2 separate regions of the Zea mays genome follow, and region 1 is linked to region 2. The links are chromatin contacts, called in public Hi-C maps. All regions are on one chromosome and are shown on one strand. The core of a region is the stretch at or near the end of the contact, and the rest is flanking DNA. Distances in the headings are between cores, read along the strand shown. Region 1 holds the start of LOC100193828. Region 2 holds the start of LOC100383971 (chaperonin10).

The links. Hi-C and Micro-C count contacts between places; a contact is called where the count stands out from the background.
Region 1: a Hi-C map of ear shows a contact between it and region 2, with 1.7 times the contacts expected there. The contact joins the promoter of LOC100193828 here to the promoter of LOC100383971 in region 2. A contact is called at or near these places in 4 of 25 Hi-C or Micro-C datasets (ear, endosperm, leaf and 1 more).

What each region holds. Positions count from the first base shown.
Region 1 is chr4:181,906,133-181,913,019 of Zm-B73-REFERENCE-NAM-5.0, forward strand. It overlaps LOC100193828, which reads right to left and starts at 5,310. Exons shown (of 10, transcript NM_001138910.2): 1 at 4,947-5,310; 2 at 4,025-4,080; 3 at 3,529-3,580; 4 at 3,244-3,361; 5 at 2,938-3,094; 6 at 2,729-2,809; 7 at 2,551-2,658; 8 at 2,218-2,289; 9 at 1,938-1,988; 10 at 1,513-1,810. The coding sequence starts at 4,066. The coding sequence ends at 1,980. LOC103654208 (a long non-coding RNA gene) reads left to right here and starts at 6,528. Exons shown (of 5, transcript XR_002268833.3): 1 at 6,528-6,670.
Region 2 is chr4:181,553,729-181,560,658 of Zm-B73-REFERENCE-NAM-5.0, forward strand. It overlaps LOC100383971 (chaperonin10), which reads left to right and starts at 3,122. Exons shown (of 5, transcript NM_001176584.1): 1 at 3,122-3,341; 2 at 3,903-4,082; 3 at 4,212-4,367; 4 at 4,505-4,582; 5 at 4,771-5,115. The coding sequence starts at 3,165. The coding sequence ends at 4,944. MIR164f (microRNA MIR164f) reads left to right here and starts at 1,853; the gene lies at 1,853-1,960.

The DNA.
Region 1 (6,887 bases), core at 4,060-6,559, 350 kb after region 2:
TGGATTGTTGAATAATTAGACAAATTCTAAATTAAATTCCGAATATAAATCATGACCAAATCAGAAGAACTGAAATAAAAGCCAAATCAGATGATGTGTACTGATTAGACTTACTGATAGATGACGCGCGCCGGAATCAGCAGGGTCGACGATGTCGAAGTAGCGAAATCAGCAGGGTCGACGAGGTCAGAAGATCACGAGCAGTCGCGTGAAGACGCTTCCCAAAAACCTTATTCGCCCTCTCCCGGTCAGGATCTAGAAGACGAAGGGTTCCGGAGACCTGCTCTCCTGATCGCAGATGCACCTCTGCGGTCGGGACGAAGAGAACTAAAAGGCGGCTCAGCTATGAAGAGAGGCGAAAGCGAAACTGGAATGATTTGGAGGCTGGCTGCCGGGCTCCTTATATCGGGCCGAGTCCGCGACCCCCGATCTTATCCACCCACAAAAATCTCGCGATCAGTTGAGATTTTATAGCGATCGGTTAGGATAAGCGTAACAGCCAAGTAACCAAAAAATCAAACGGCAAAAAGTAGTCGCGCCCCCGCAAGGGGGGGGCCGGATTTCGGCGGATCATTCACGCGCATGTCGTTCGCCCGCGCCCTTCGCCCCGCCCAGGCGAGGCCAGGCGAGCGAGCGCGCGCGTGTGGCTCTCCACACTCTCTCCTCTCATCCATGACTTGATGAGTGAGTGTGGCTTCCATATTTAAGCTAGCTCTACTCCACTAGAACTAGCAATATGGTGCTATTGGTTCCACCAATTCCCTAGCCATCCACTTGTATGGGCTTTTGAGATTTTCCTGTGATTTATTAGAATTTCTTAACTAGGCCAAGCCCATAAATCCTAACAGTCACGGCGGATATCGAAGTCCGATAACTCCACTTCTCAACAGCCCTCGGTGTAGTCGAGGACGACAGGTAGATTGCCGTGGGCGTCATATAGCCAGCGTGATGCTGAGCTGCACGAGGGGTAGTCGTGCAAGATCACCATCGCGTTACTTCTAAAGAACAAGCATGCTCCGCCCACCTACATGCTCTGCTTAAACAAGTTACCTGCCGAATGTGCTGGTTCCCAAGGACACCATCTGGTGCCACAGCTCCGATGGTAAAGATGGCTGAGCCATCTCAGCGCTCGTGTGCTGACCTACCAGTACCATTCGTGGTATACGATCCCACGTGTCGATTATAACATGTCTATTTCTGTCCGTTCGGATGTAATTAAGATCCAAACATCGATTAAACCTTTAGAAGACACACTTTAAAAATTTATGGACCGAGATGATAAAAAAACGACAAGTTTAAGCACCAAAAATATATTTTACTCTATAAAAATTTATGGAGAAGATGAGACGGTGCCTCTATGCATAGGAAGAATGAAGAAGTATCTTTTGTATTTAGAGGAGGCTTTTGAGAACATTGTTGAGCGTAGATATTTACTGCCGGTAGGGTTATTATATCACGAAGTCATCAACCAAAAGTTCGGTGCCAACGAGTATATTTCAGCGTACAAATTAAAGAATATGGCAGCGGTTCTATGCTTTCCATAACGCCACAATAAATCTGGTGGATGGGATGGCACAATGTTCCATCAGTCCATAGAGTAAATTGCACATTGGTACAACACAATATCAAAGGATACATAGACAACAGACAGTGGTAAAAAATGTTACTCTAGCAGGACCACTGGGAATCAGATCACTTGTTGCTGGTAACAAATCGAATTGCCTACTGGTACGCTGGTAGCTCAAATGAGCCAAAACTTTTGTTCTATATTAAAGGGTCCATCATAATCACAGATATGTTTATGTGGTGCCTGCAAAAAAAAAGTACATTAATGTTACATGAGAATCCCAATTATTTATGTTAAAAAAAAGAGTCCCACTTATGGTGGCAAGAACAATATTAAATCTTTTAGGCCAGGCACAATATAGAGGGTATACCTAGACACCATGTATCACCTTTATCATGTCCCTTAGATTGCTCTATTCAGCCTGATAGAGAGAAGGAAATGTGATGAGTAGATTTGTACTAGTATTTTAGTCATCCCAATATAATGGGGAAATGAAGTTTTTAAAGGTGCCGGAACATATTCAAAGGCACATAATGTTTGTAGACATATATTCAAAGATGGAACATATTCAATGCGATGCTAAGGCAAACATGAGATTAAAGATCCATCTGGAGAAAAGAATACACAAACAACAAGTGAAACCTAATTACCTTTAGAGAATATGGGGCAAAAATGGCTTTGACGTCTTCAAACACCTCGGGGATTGGTTTTGCAGCATCAATCTGATAAATGAAAAGTTACTACAGAGGCTAAAGTGAAAACATTGCAAAAAGAAAAGGCCAGCAATTAATTGAAACGTGGACTATAATGATCATTAGCGAAGGAATACACACAGGATAGATCTAAAATATCCTTCTAACCTCACGTATTTAATCTAATGCGCATCTTATTTCTGGCTTTATCTCTACTGTATAATACATCACGTATTTGTGTCATCAGAGTGCAATAGGAGTACCCCTGGCAAGTTAAAAGTTCATCAATACCTTTTTAACCTTGTCCTTTGAGTTGTAATGCTCAATGACAGGCAGAGTTGAGTCAACAAAGGTTTTGAACCTTTTTTTGATAGTTTCAATGTTATCATCAACCCTTCCCTGCATAGACAGTAAGAAATATTGGAAACAAGAATTTTGTGACTAAAAAACACAAAAAGATGAAGGAAACCTGATTGCGCCCCAGGAGTCGTTTCTCCATATCTTCTTCAGAACAGTCAAAGAATAGCACAAATGCAGGAGAAATTTTGGTCTGAAGCAACAAGAAAGAAATTAACGGTCTGCAAATTAATTTATAAGTAACTAAAAGAGCAGAACGATAATCTCTTAAACTGGCATGAGAACCAGACAAATTTTGTGTATAAATAAAGAGGGCCTTACAACATTCTCAAAGGCTGCACGATTCTCCTCATTCCTTGGAAATCCATCGATCAGGAATTTGTCATTTTCACTTTTTATCATTGCCTCCTGCAAAAGCTTTATAGTCACCTCCGATGGAACAATCTTTCCCTCCTTTATCATGTTCTCAATCATGGTTCTGTGAAACATCAAGGAGCACCATAGACAGAGAACGCAAAACGTCAAATCTGCAGCTCAACAAGACTGATCCCGTGTTTTCTCTAAGAAAGAAGTCTATCCAGAAGGGAAAAGATGATAAGTTAAGCTTTCTCAGAGGGGAAAACATACCCGTTCTCAGAGCCAGATTTAATCTCTGCACGCAGAAGATCTCCAGCACTAAGATGGGTGAATCCAAAGTGCTCCACGATGTTGGCACACTGTGTGCCTTTTCCACTTCCAGGACCACCTACGCGTGTTTTTTTATCAGATAGAAAACAAAATCATCTATTCAAGGTGCACATAGTAGCCCCATATAGCATATGAGCTCATTTAAGTTCGAAGCTGTTATAAGTTCGTTCTCTTTTATGAGGTAGGACACAAATAACTGAACATTACTAAAGATAGAACAGATACCTAGGACAAATACAACTGTAACTTTCTTGCCACCCAACATGTTCTCAGTGACCTGCACATAGAGCACATTTCTAAGACGAACCATAGTTTGTGAATAGCACAAGTCTTATGAGATGAGGACGACCTCTCTTTAATGAAAACATGCAGGAAGTGCAAATTCCTTAAGGATATGGAGATTGATTTGATCTCAAAAAGCATGAATCAGACAGGAAAATAAGGCAAGGCATAAATACTAACAAAAATCAGCTGAAATTAAGTTACGAAATGCAAGGTTCAAAGGCACCAACTGTTGATGTAAATGTAATAGAAATTTAGAAACTTCGAAACGTCTGACCTATAAACTGAAGGGTTCAGCAATCTCAATTATATTTTGTTAATGAAAAGGTAAAATGCTGAACATTCTCAACGAACCTAGTGATTTGCAGGCTTGCAGCAGAGCCAATTATTGAATATGCAGAGGATCAGAAACTTCAAGTAAATGAGTAATGCAAAGTACCTCAGCCACAACTGCTGGAGCGGCATCCACAACTGTGCCCATGGCTCAAGGTTTCCCTGCAGTTTGATTACAATTGGTATTGCATCTTTGTACAACTAAAACTCCAAACTTGCACATATCAAATGCGAAAAAGGAACCATTTCATAAAAGTCAAAGCAAGTAAGCAACCACTTTTGTCTACCAAGAAATACAATGTTACATAGTTGGGACACCGGACAAATTATATCAACTAGGTTGTTAAGGACAGATTGGCTTCTACTGGTTGTCTCATGTTTGCAGCATTAGATGCTAATCGGCTAAAAGATTGTTTAGCCACCAAACAATTGAAGCATAACCCATCCCATGCATTCTATTGAGGGTGCTGGCTTTATCTCAGTGCTTATTCAGCAGGCGTCTCAATGAAGAAGGCATCCTAGGTAGGATCCGACAATGTTCTACCTATACCAACAGATGCGGTGATTCAAGTCATTAACAATCAGAAGATCAACAATCATAAGCCATAACCTGATCTGAAGTCCCCCGATCTCGTGGCACCAGTTCTTTATGTATTATTCTGACAAACTCCCGCCAATAACCCGGTCCCCAGCGTCACAAGGCGACAAAGATCACACAGCAAGAGCACCTGGCGCACCCTTCTAGAACCAGAAAAGCACGGGGCGTCACTATACTGTCATTAGCGGAAGGCTAAGCTAGCCCAGTGGCCACTACCCCTAGATCCGGCTCAAAACGCCCGTTCTCTGGATCCCTACTCACCAGATGCGCACCCTGAACTGCGAAATCAACTAATTCAAACCGAGACCCCCCTTGCCCCCGCGCCAGCATCGCGGATCGCACCCCACAAGACTCGAGGGATCAACCAACCAACCAACGATCCATGGACGGAGAAGGTAGGACGCCATAAGCCAAAAAAAAATGTCCGTACCTTGTGGGAGGCGCGCGAGATCTGAGAGCGCGGGCGAGGGGACCTGGAAAGGAGGGGGGGCGTGGAAGGAATCTGCGCTGATCGCTGGGTGCGTGCGATTCCCTCGGCGAGCCGCGAGCGAGGTTGCCGTTATTAATACGCGCGCGCGCGGGTTCTCGGGTCCGGGTGGGGTGTGCTGCCTGCTTGAAGATCCGGCAACACCAACGCGGCAAATGGGTCGGTGGTGTGGTGGCGCCTGTTGGTGAAGTGGTGACCGCCTGACCAGACACCAGAGGCGTCGGCGCGGAGGGGAGTGTTAGGACTGGATCACTGGAGAGATGGACTGGGAGGGCGGAGGAGAGGGGGAGGCGGGACATGGGTAAATCTCTACTATCTATTAAGACCGCAGTGTAGACTACCACGGTGCCCCCGCCTCCATCCTTATCGCGTCCGCCTTTCGGCATCCATCCTTATCGCCGCACCCCTTTCGGCCTTTCTTCCTCCCCCACCTCTTGCTCGCGTCCCAGCTCCCAACACCAGTACACCACGCGCCGGCTGCGAGCGATGCCCGCGATCCCAACGGCCCCCGCCCCCTGCCCCGTGCGCTTCCTCCTCGCCCGCCGCCACAGCCTCCACGTCTCCTACCCGTCGCCTTGCTCTAACCACCAGCGGCTCCCACCCCGCCTCCTGCGCCTGCCCGCTCGCCCCCGGGCCGCTCCCATGTCGACCGTGGCGCGGGCACCCGCGTCTCCAGTGGCGCCGCCGGCGCACCCCACCTACGACCTCAGGGCCGTCATCGCGCTCGCCCTCACAGAGGACGCCGGCGACCGAGGTACGCAGCTTGCTACGTGGTGCGTCACTCACGCGAGCGTACTGTTCGCCCCTTGCGATTCGGAACCCACAAGAACACTACGGCACTACCTAGCTGTTTGTCACTGCTCTCCAGCACCATGGTGTTCCTTGGGGTGGAGCGCAAAATCATTTTGCTCCCTGCATTCCAGTGATGTTATCGCAATTCGGCTCGGGAGTGTCGTGGTTTAAGCTGATAGGATAAGAAGAGATGCACAATTCACTTATATTATATTTCAACAATAACCACCGACCGTACTGCTGGCGATTGTTGCAAAAATCTGATCCTGTGCCGCTGCCGCTGTGTGCTCATCTGGTTGTCAATGAGCATCTTAGGAAGGGGTACCAGGCAAGATAGTTTTTCAAATCCTGAAATGATGCTGTACAGTCACTTTAGGCTACAAGTGATTGCAAGTAGTAAAAGAAAATACGAATGCAATCTGTGTTCTTAATGTCGGTCTGTACAGGTGATGTTTGGGCAATATGACTCGTGAATAAAATGGCCATCCAGAAAAGAAATGGTTAATCAAATGCTATTTAGAACTGCTGGTCATCGTGCTTTAGTTATAAGATGGTTTCTAGACGATCACAGTATAAGGACACTATTTTTGCTTTAGTAGCTTGCTGTGAGTTAGTTATGAGATGGTTGCTAGCTGCATATGCTTACTGCTTGGTTCTCAATTACTTCTTGTGTATCATATTTTTCATTTCTTTTCTATCTTCTGATTAATTCTTCGTATACCATTAAGATGTTGCAGAGTCTGTGCGCTAAGGAGATGCAAGGCCATTTGTAGAGGAAGCTGTACTGCAAGTATCTGACTGGGGTTTCAACTTATCTGACATCCAAATGCAGAAGAAAGAGGCTCAAAGACTTATCTGACATCCAAATATGGCAGGTTTGTACTCTCTTCTCTAAAATTAAAAGTGATCCAAGAGCATGACAGAGTTTAGTAGAAGCTAAAGAAAATTACTCCATCTATTTAACACACAGCGTGCTTGCACATAATGGCGTCGTTTAGACGGTGTTCTGTAGTTTCCTAGCATCTGAGCTCTTTAGTTTATGTTTATTTGGCCATACTGTCAGAGTCTATGTATATCAAGGTTACCACATTA
Region 2 (6,930 bases), core at 1,872-4,371:
CGGACCGAATTTTTTGTATTTTGACCATTTTTCGGAAAAAAGAACACGTTTGGACCCTAAAAAATTTTAATAGCATTTTTGGACCCTTTGCTCGGCGCCATAGCCTATGGCGCCGAGGTAACACAGCTCGGCGCCATAGGTTATGGCGCCGAGGTACGTGATGCGTCGGCACAACCCGGACGCCGTGGCGTCGACGTGGCACCGAGCTCGGCGCCACAGATCTTGGCGCCGAGTTTGGTTGTGTTATTAACATATTTGTTGCAGACATGAGCACAAAGCCCATCTAGCCCACTTGGTAGAGCACAAGGCTTCTAACCATGTGGTCGTGAGTTCAAGCCCTATAGTTTGCATTTTTTTTTGTTTTTTTTTTGTTTAGGGTAAATTTCCAATTATCATACAAGCACGATACGGTAAATTTCCAAATATATATATATATATATACTAGCAGTAAAATAATGCGAACAAACTATTATTTGTCAAACGCGGGCTGACGCGGCGTGCCACCATTGGCCGCGACGCGTCGCTGGGGCTGCCACCTGGACGGCTGCTTCGTGCCGAAGCGGCTTCCACCCTCGGTAAAGCGGCTAATTATTGCCGAGTACTCAAGTGAAACCCCCGAGGAATTCTACAGGCTGGAACGGCGACTCTTCCGTTTTGCTTTTCTTTTCTATTCTTTCTTTCTACTTCTAGATTTTATAACAATTAACAACCATTGTGCGTTGATCCGATCGCGCTGGTTGCAAATAATGGAAGGAATCGAATCTTCATGTCTTTCAATTCACTATACTATAGGCATTTTACCTTTTTACCCATTCCAATACAGCCAGGAACGAGCAACTGTTTGGTTTGGTTTTTGGACATTTTGTTTTTTTGGCGCTGATTTACCTTAAACAAAAAAAAACAAATAAAAATGCAAACTTTGGGGCTTGAACTCACAACCACATGGTTAGAAGCCTTGTGCTCTACCAAGTGGGCTAGATGGGCTTTGTGCTCATGTCTGCAACAAATATGTTAATAACACAACCGAACTCGGCGCCAAGATCTGTGGCGCCGAGCTCGGTGCCACGTCGACGCCACGGCGTCCGGGTTGTGCCGACGCATCACGTACCTCGGCGCCATAACCTATGGCGCCGAGCTGTGTTACCTCGGCGCCATAGGCTATGGCGCCGAGCAAATGGTCCAAAAATGCTATTAAAATTTTTTAGGGTCCAAACGTGTTCTTTTTTCCGAAAAATGGTCAAAATACAAAAAATTCGGACGGCCGGACGGGGAGGAGGAGGCGGCCAAGACCGACGGTCCCCGTCGCAGGGCCGGGCCGACGGTTAAACTACCATTAATTTATTTGCGCCGCCGTCGTCATCTCCGACTCCGAGTACGATTAAACAAACGGCGGTGAAGTAAAACCGGCGCGCGCGGCATTGGGTTTGGTGCGTCATCACGTTAAAAATGCACTTGGGAGTTGGACAGCGACTAACTGCAACAGCAACCTGGCCGATCGAGGTGTTGGAAGAGGGGAGAGATGGATGGAGATCCCGGCCCATCATCGAGGTCTGCTGCCACGTACACTCCGTTTCGTCTGTCGTCTCATCTGACCTAGCATCCGAGGCGGCAGGGCCGGGCAGCCGGCCGGCTTCCCTCTTTCGAGCCATCGATCAGCCATGCCATATTGCCCATGCATGCCTTCCTACCACACACAGTCACACACACAAACGCTGCCCAATAAGCAAGCTTTGCTATCTATATATACACACGCCTCTGCGAGTGCCACGCACCTCGTGGCCATCGTCTACCTCATCGATCGGGCGTACCATGGCGGATCAAACCGTGCACGCGGAGGGGCGAGCAAACCGTGCTGGAGAAGCAGGGCACGTGCTCGCCGACAAGTCGAAGCCTTAGGGCAGCTTGGCCTGTGGCTGCACGCGTACGTGGTCGTCGCAGCACGTGCGCTCCTTCTCCAACATGGCTTCTCGCCCCCATCATCGTCTGTTCGCCGGCCCCGGCCGTGCACCTCGCGATTGGGAGGGCTCGATCGATCATGCATGGGGCACCGCGTATTACCACCGGCGGCGTGGATCGATCGGCGGGCTGGTAAGAAATTAATAAAACACCTACGCAAGCTAACTCTCGCCTCGATCGGCCCTTCCGACTCCGCTCCGAGTACGCCTGTGAATGTTGTGAGTATAATTTTCGTTGGCCATATTCATAACATTTATATTATTAAACTAATAAATATTGATTTCATTTCATGATTAATTTAGTAATAAGTATGGATTTTCAGTATATGAGTTTGGTAAATCTAATTATAATGGAACATTGAGTGATTAGTTTTAAGTTAATTAGATTAAATATTTTACTAGTAATTAGTATAAGTGTTTAAATAAATATTATTAGTACAAAAATAATTTAATTTAAAACAACATTAAATATTGATAGGTTTATGAAATATATGTCTCATCCGTTTCGATTAGTATGTCCCTCTTTTGATAGCTTTGGAGCACCCAACATAGTGATACTAGCATATAATCCATGATAACCCTACAATTCACCGAGGGGATGGATCAATGGTGGCGGCGGCGTGATGGGAGGGCTTGACGGGCTACACGAGTGAGGGGAGGGTGTAGCGAGTCGCGGGCTAGGGGGAGGCTCCAACAGAGTCGCAGGGGAGGGGGAGGGATGAGAGATGATCTAAATGATATTATCTATTGGATTTGATTGAGTAAGTGAGAGAGGGTTATCTAGCAATCTGAACCATGGTGAGTTAAGTCCGTGTGTAATTTGTTTAGTGGATTTAATGGATGTTATGAGTGTGGGGTAATTTGGTTGGGTATTTTTAGAAACTTTAATTTTGTGGATTATATAGTGAAATTAGACTATAACTAGAAACTCACTCTCCAATATAGAACCACACAAGAATACTAAACCGCGATTAGGAAACTAATAAAGTACTAAACGGGCACAGGCCAGTCTCAGTGAGACGACTGCCTTCTCAGCCCAGAGTTTAGTGGGCCGCGTCGAAGCCCCTCCAGGGTAAAAAGAGGGCTACACCACGGGCCTGCTAGAATCGTGGCGTCTCCCTGGGGATAAAGTACTTCTCCAGCTCCTCTGCGTCTTCCGCCGCTCTTGCTGTCCTCTGTGCTATCCGCTAGGGTTTATCTGCTCGAGGAATGGCGTCGGTGCAGGTCTCCGGCGCGGGGGTCGGTGCCGCGGCCTTCTCTGTGAAGGGGAAGGCCTCCACCGGTGCGCTCCGGCTTCGCTCTACGTTGACCTTCGGCGAGGTCTGCCCGGCGCGGCGGGCGTTCCGCGGCCTCGTCGTCAGGGCCGCTACCGTCGTCGCCCCCAAGGTGCGTGGCCAGGCAATGTAGCTTGATGGTGCTGTTTTCATGGGGGAATGGTGTTAGTGGGTTGGGTTATTGGCTATTACCGAATTGCGTGCTGTTGCATATGCTTACCGAGGCAGCAGAGCGAAAAGTTATCGATGAGAGTCTTTGGTGAACGCTGAGGTACTGACTAGGTTCCTTTGGCTTTGGTTTTGACGGAATAGAGGCAAAACGGTTGGGGTTTTGAAATGCTGGTTTGTTAGGTTATGGTTAGCTTCTTAGAATTCGAAACTCTGGTATCTGTGTTGTGGATTAAGTTACACTAATGTATGGTTGTGGTTTCATTAATGCTTACATGTGGTGAATTGCACCTTACTCCATGCTTACATGTGGTGAATTTACATAGTGTATCGAAATGCATAGCAAAAGCTATGTATCTAGAAAAGCCAAAACATTTTATAATTTTGAATAGAGACTTAATATTTTCTTGGCTCTGCTGTTGGGCACAGATAATTTCATTTGCTTTGTAGAGTCTATTTTTAATGCTTTGCAGGAATAAACACTATGCCTTGTTATTCATTGCAGTATACAACACTTAAGCCCTTGGCTGATAGAGTGCTTGTAAAGATTAACTCTTCCGAGGAGAAGACAACTGGTGGAATCTTGCTCCCTACGACTGCTCAGTCCAGACCTCAAGGTGGCGAGGTAGTTGCTGTTGGAGAAGGAAGGATAATTGGGGATAAGAAAGTTGATGTCAGCATTCAGGTCTGTTTCCATCTGAATTATCTGTGTATCTTGCTCTGGTGTCATAGTCCTTAATACAAGCAAGCTTTGCCCCATTGTCGGCACGAAAAAGAGAGTACATGCTAACATGTGCATTTGCTACCACTTCAGGTTGGAGCTCAGGTTGTGTATTCTAAGTACGCTGGAACCGAGGTCGCGTTGAACGATCACAGCCATCTGGTTCTCAAAGAGGATGACGTTATAGGTATCTTAGAAACTGATGACGTGAAAGACATGAAGCCTCTGAACGACCGTGTTCTAATCAAGGTGGTGATCTCATATTTATTCGGTCTTGACATCTGGTTTACACAGTCTCGTCGTATTTGTGCTTGTTCCAGTAAAAGTATGCATCGCTGGTCAGGTTGGCTCACCCTTGTGTTTGCATGACGTGTCTCTTCTGGTAGGTTGCTGAAGCTGAAGACAAAACTCCAGGAGGCCTACTGCTTACGGAAACTGCCAAGGAGAAGCCATCTATCGGAACGGTCAGTTACTCAATTTTTTAGCTCTTTTCTGCACGAGTCAAACACACGCATATGGTACCGACTGTACTGTTTTGGACTGTACGCCGTGTGGCGGTGTGGGAACTTAAAAGTATGACTTGACATCTAGTGCAATCCAGAAGAAGCGGAAAATGTGACAGCGACATGTATTTTCTTGGTCGGAGACGCAGGTCGTAGCGGTTGGCCCAGGCCCCCTGGACGAGGATGGCGAGAGGCTCGCGCTGTCCGTCTCCGCGGGGAGCACTGTCCTGTACTCCAAGTACGCCGGCAGCGAGTTCAAGGGCGCCGACGGCACGAACTACATCGTGCTGAGGGCGTCGGATCTGATGGCCGTTCTCTCCTGAACTGGGCTTGGGCTGGAGGACGAACGAGGTGCAGGTGCAGGAGCAGGCTTAGCAATACCGTAGGATTCCTCGCGGCTTTCCCGTCCCCTCCCCCCTCCTACTTGGTTGTCTTGTTTGACTGTCTTCTGAGGAACCGAACAACAGTAATAAGCACACCGATGCCGTTCATACAGATTACAGTCTGCCTGCCCTGCCTACACCCGTGACAGCCCCAACCCGATCAGAGTACCCCAGCTGCCACAAAAGAACAGTCCTGACCGTTGCGTGCCCCCAAACACCGCACGCACAACGCAGCCGGCCACACCCTGGGCGTTTCGTGTCGCGGTCCAGCGTTCATTCGACCAGCATTGACCGTGGAGCCACCTCGCCTCTGGCGATTACGGCCGGCTGCCGTTCACTCGACTCGGACCAGACTCACGGCCAGCCGACCTGCCACGATCCACTGTTGCCACAAAAGCAAAACCGATCTGGTCATCGCTCATCTGACACAACCTAGGAAGATCTCACTTTCTCACTGGTTCTGATCAGTTGACGTTGCCGAGCGGATGCGCCAAACGGCGAATCGCCGCTGCAGCGCAGCGTGGGGAAAGGGCAACAAGCAACAGCGGCTCTGACCTGCCGTGCTTTTCTCCTTCCTGCGGGTTGCTTTCCCGGTGGATTTGCATGGAGAAAGTTCGCCCGAGGTCATCCGCGCCGCCGACCGACGCAGCCCAAGGTAGCCGGCGCCGCTACCCTCCCTAGCTAGCCATCCCCGGTGCTCTGTCGCTCCAAGCGGCGCGGCAGCACGAGCACGGCCCGAAATCAATAGCCCAAAGCACGGTCCGACACGTAACAGTTTGGGCGGGACTAGCACGACCCGAAGACGGGCTTAGGTTGGGCCTTAAATGTTGGCCTGTTGGACCCCCGGCACGGCCCGCACGCGTGGGCCGGGTTTGGGCTGGCCCGACACGAAAAAAGCCCGTAAAAGCACGAAGTTGGCCCATTTATTAGGTACACGTACAGTAGCCCGCAGCTCTCTCGGTTTGATGTTAAAACAAGGAGCAGCCTTGCTAGTACTAGTGCTAGTGTCTCGGTTTGACGTTAAAACAAGCCTGCAACCCAACTGCACATGCTAGTGCCACTCCCAGTCGCTTGCAGTCGCCGCACAACTCTCACAGGATGGCCCAATCGCACATGCTAGTGCCAACAGTCAGCCCGCCGCACAGCTCTCATATAGACGCACACGCACGCAACAGCAACAGGAAAACCCTAAGCCCCGTCGCTCCCTCCGCCGGCCGCCGCCAGTGACCGGTCCTCCAGTGATGTCTCCACCACTCGACGCAGAAGGTGAGCTCCCCGAACCTTGGGATCATGGAGGCCATTACAACATACAGGTTACTCTTCAGTTCTTCACTCTTCATCTTCCACATGCCCTTCGCCCTTCCCTTGCTTGGAAGTTGAACCCTAGTCAGCTACTCGTCTCTCGCCACAATAAATGACGCGACAGGCCGAGGCGTCGCCCACGTGTTGCTTTGATTCTCAGGTTTCCAGTTCTATAAATCCAGCCCCTTCTATCTTAGCCTGGCAGACCGAGGTCCTATGAGTCGATATGGTCGGAGACATCCTCTAATGGCATCCAAGTCTAGGGCTAGTGAAACCAATCCTTATCCTTGTCCTAATCCTAATCCTAATACTAACGTTGGTGCGTCTGGTGGTGAACTAGGTGTGAGTGGTAGTGTGGCTGCTGGTGAACTGGATGTGGATGTGGGTCGTGTGGCTGCTGGTGAACCACCACAAACACCATATGTCGTCCATGGGGGTGAACTGGGTGATGGTGATTGTGCACCAGCGTCGGCGTTATCAAGCAGTGCAAAGTATAGCTCGAGGGCAGACTGCTGGAAACATATGGTGAAGAAGGAAGTCATTGAGGATGGTGTAGTATATTTTTTTGCTGTATGTAACTATTGCAAAAGTGAATTGAGTGCAGGTTCAGCTGTTGGCACGAGA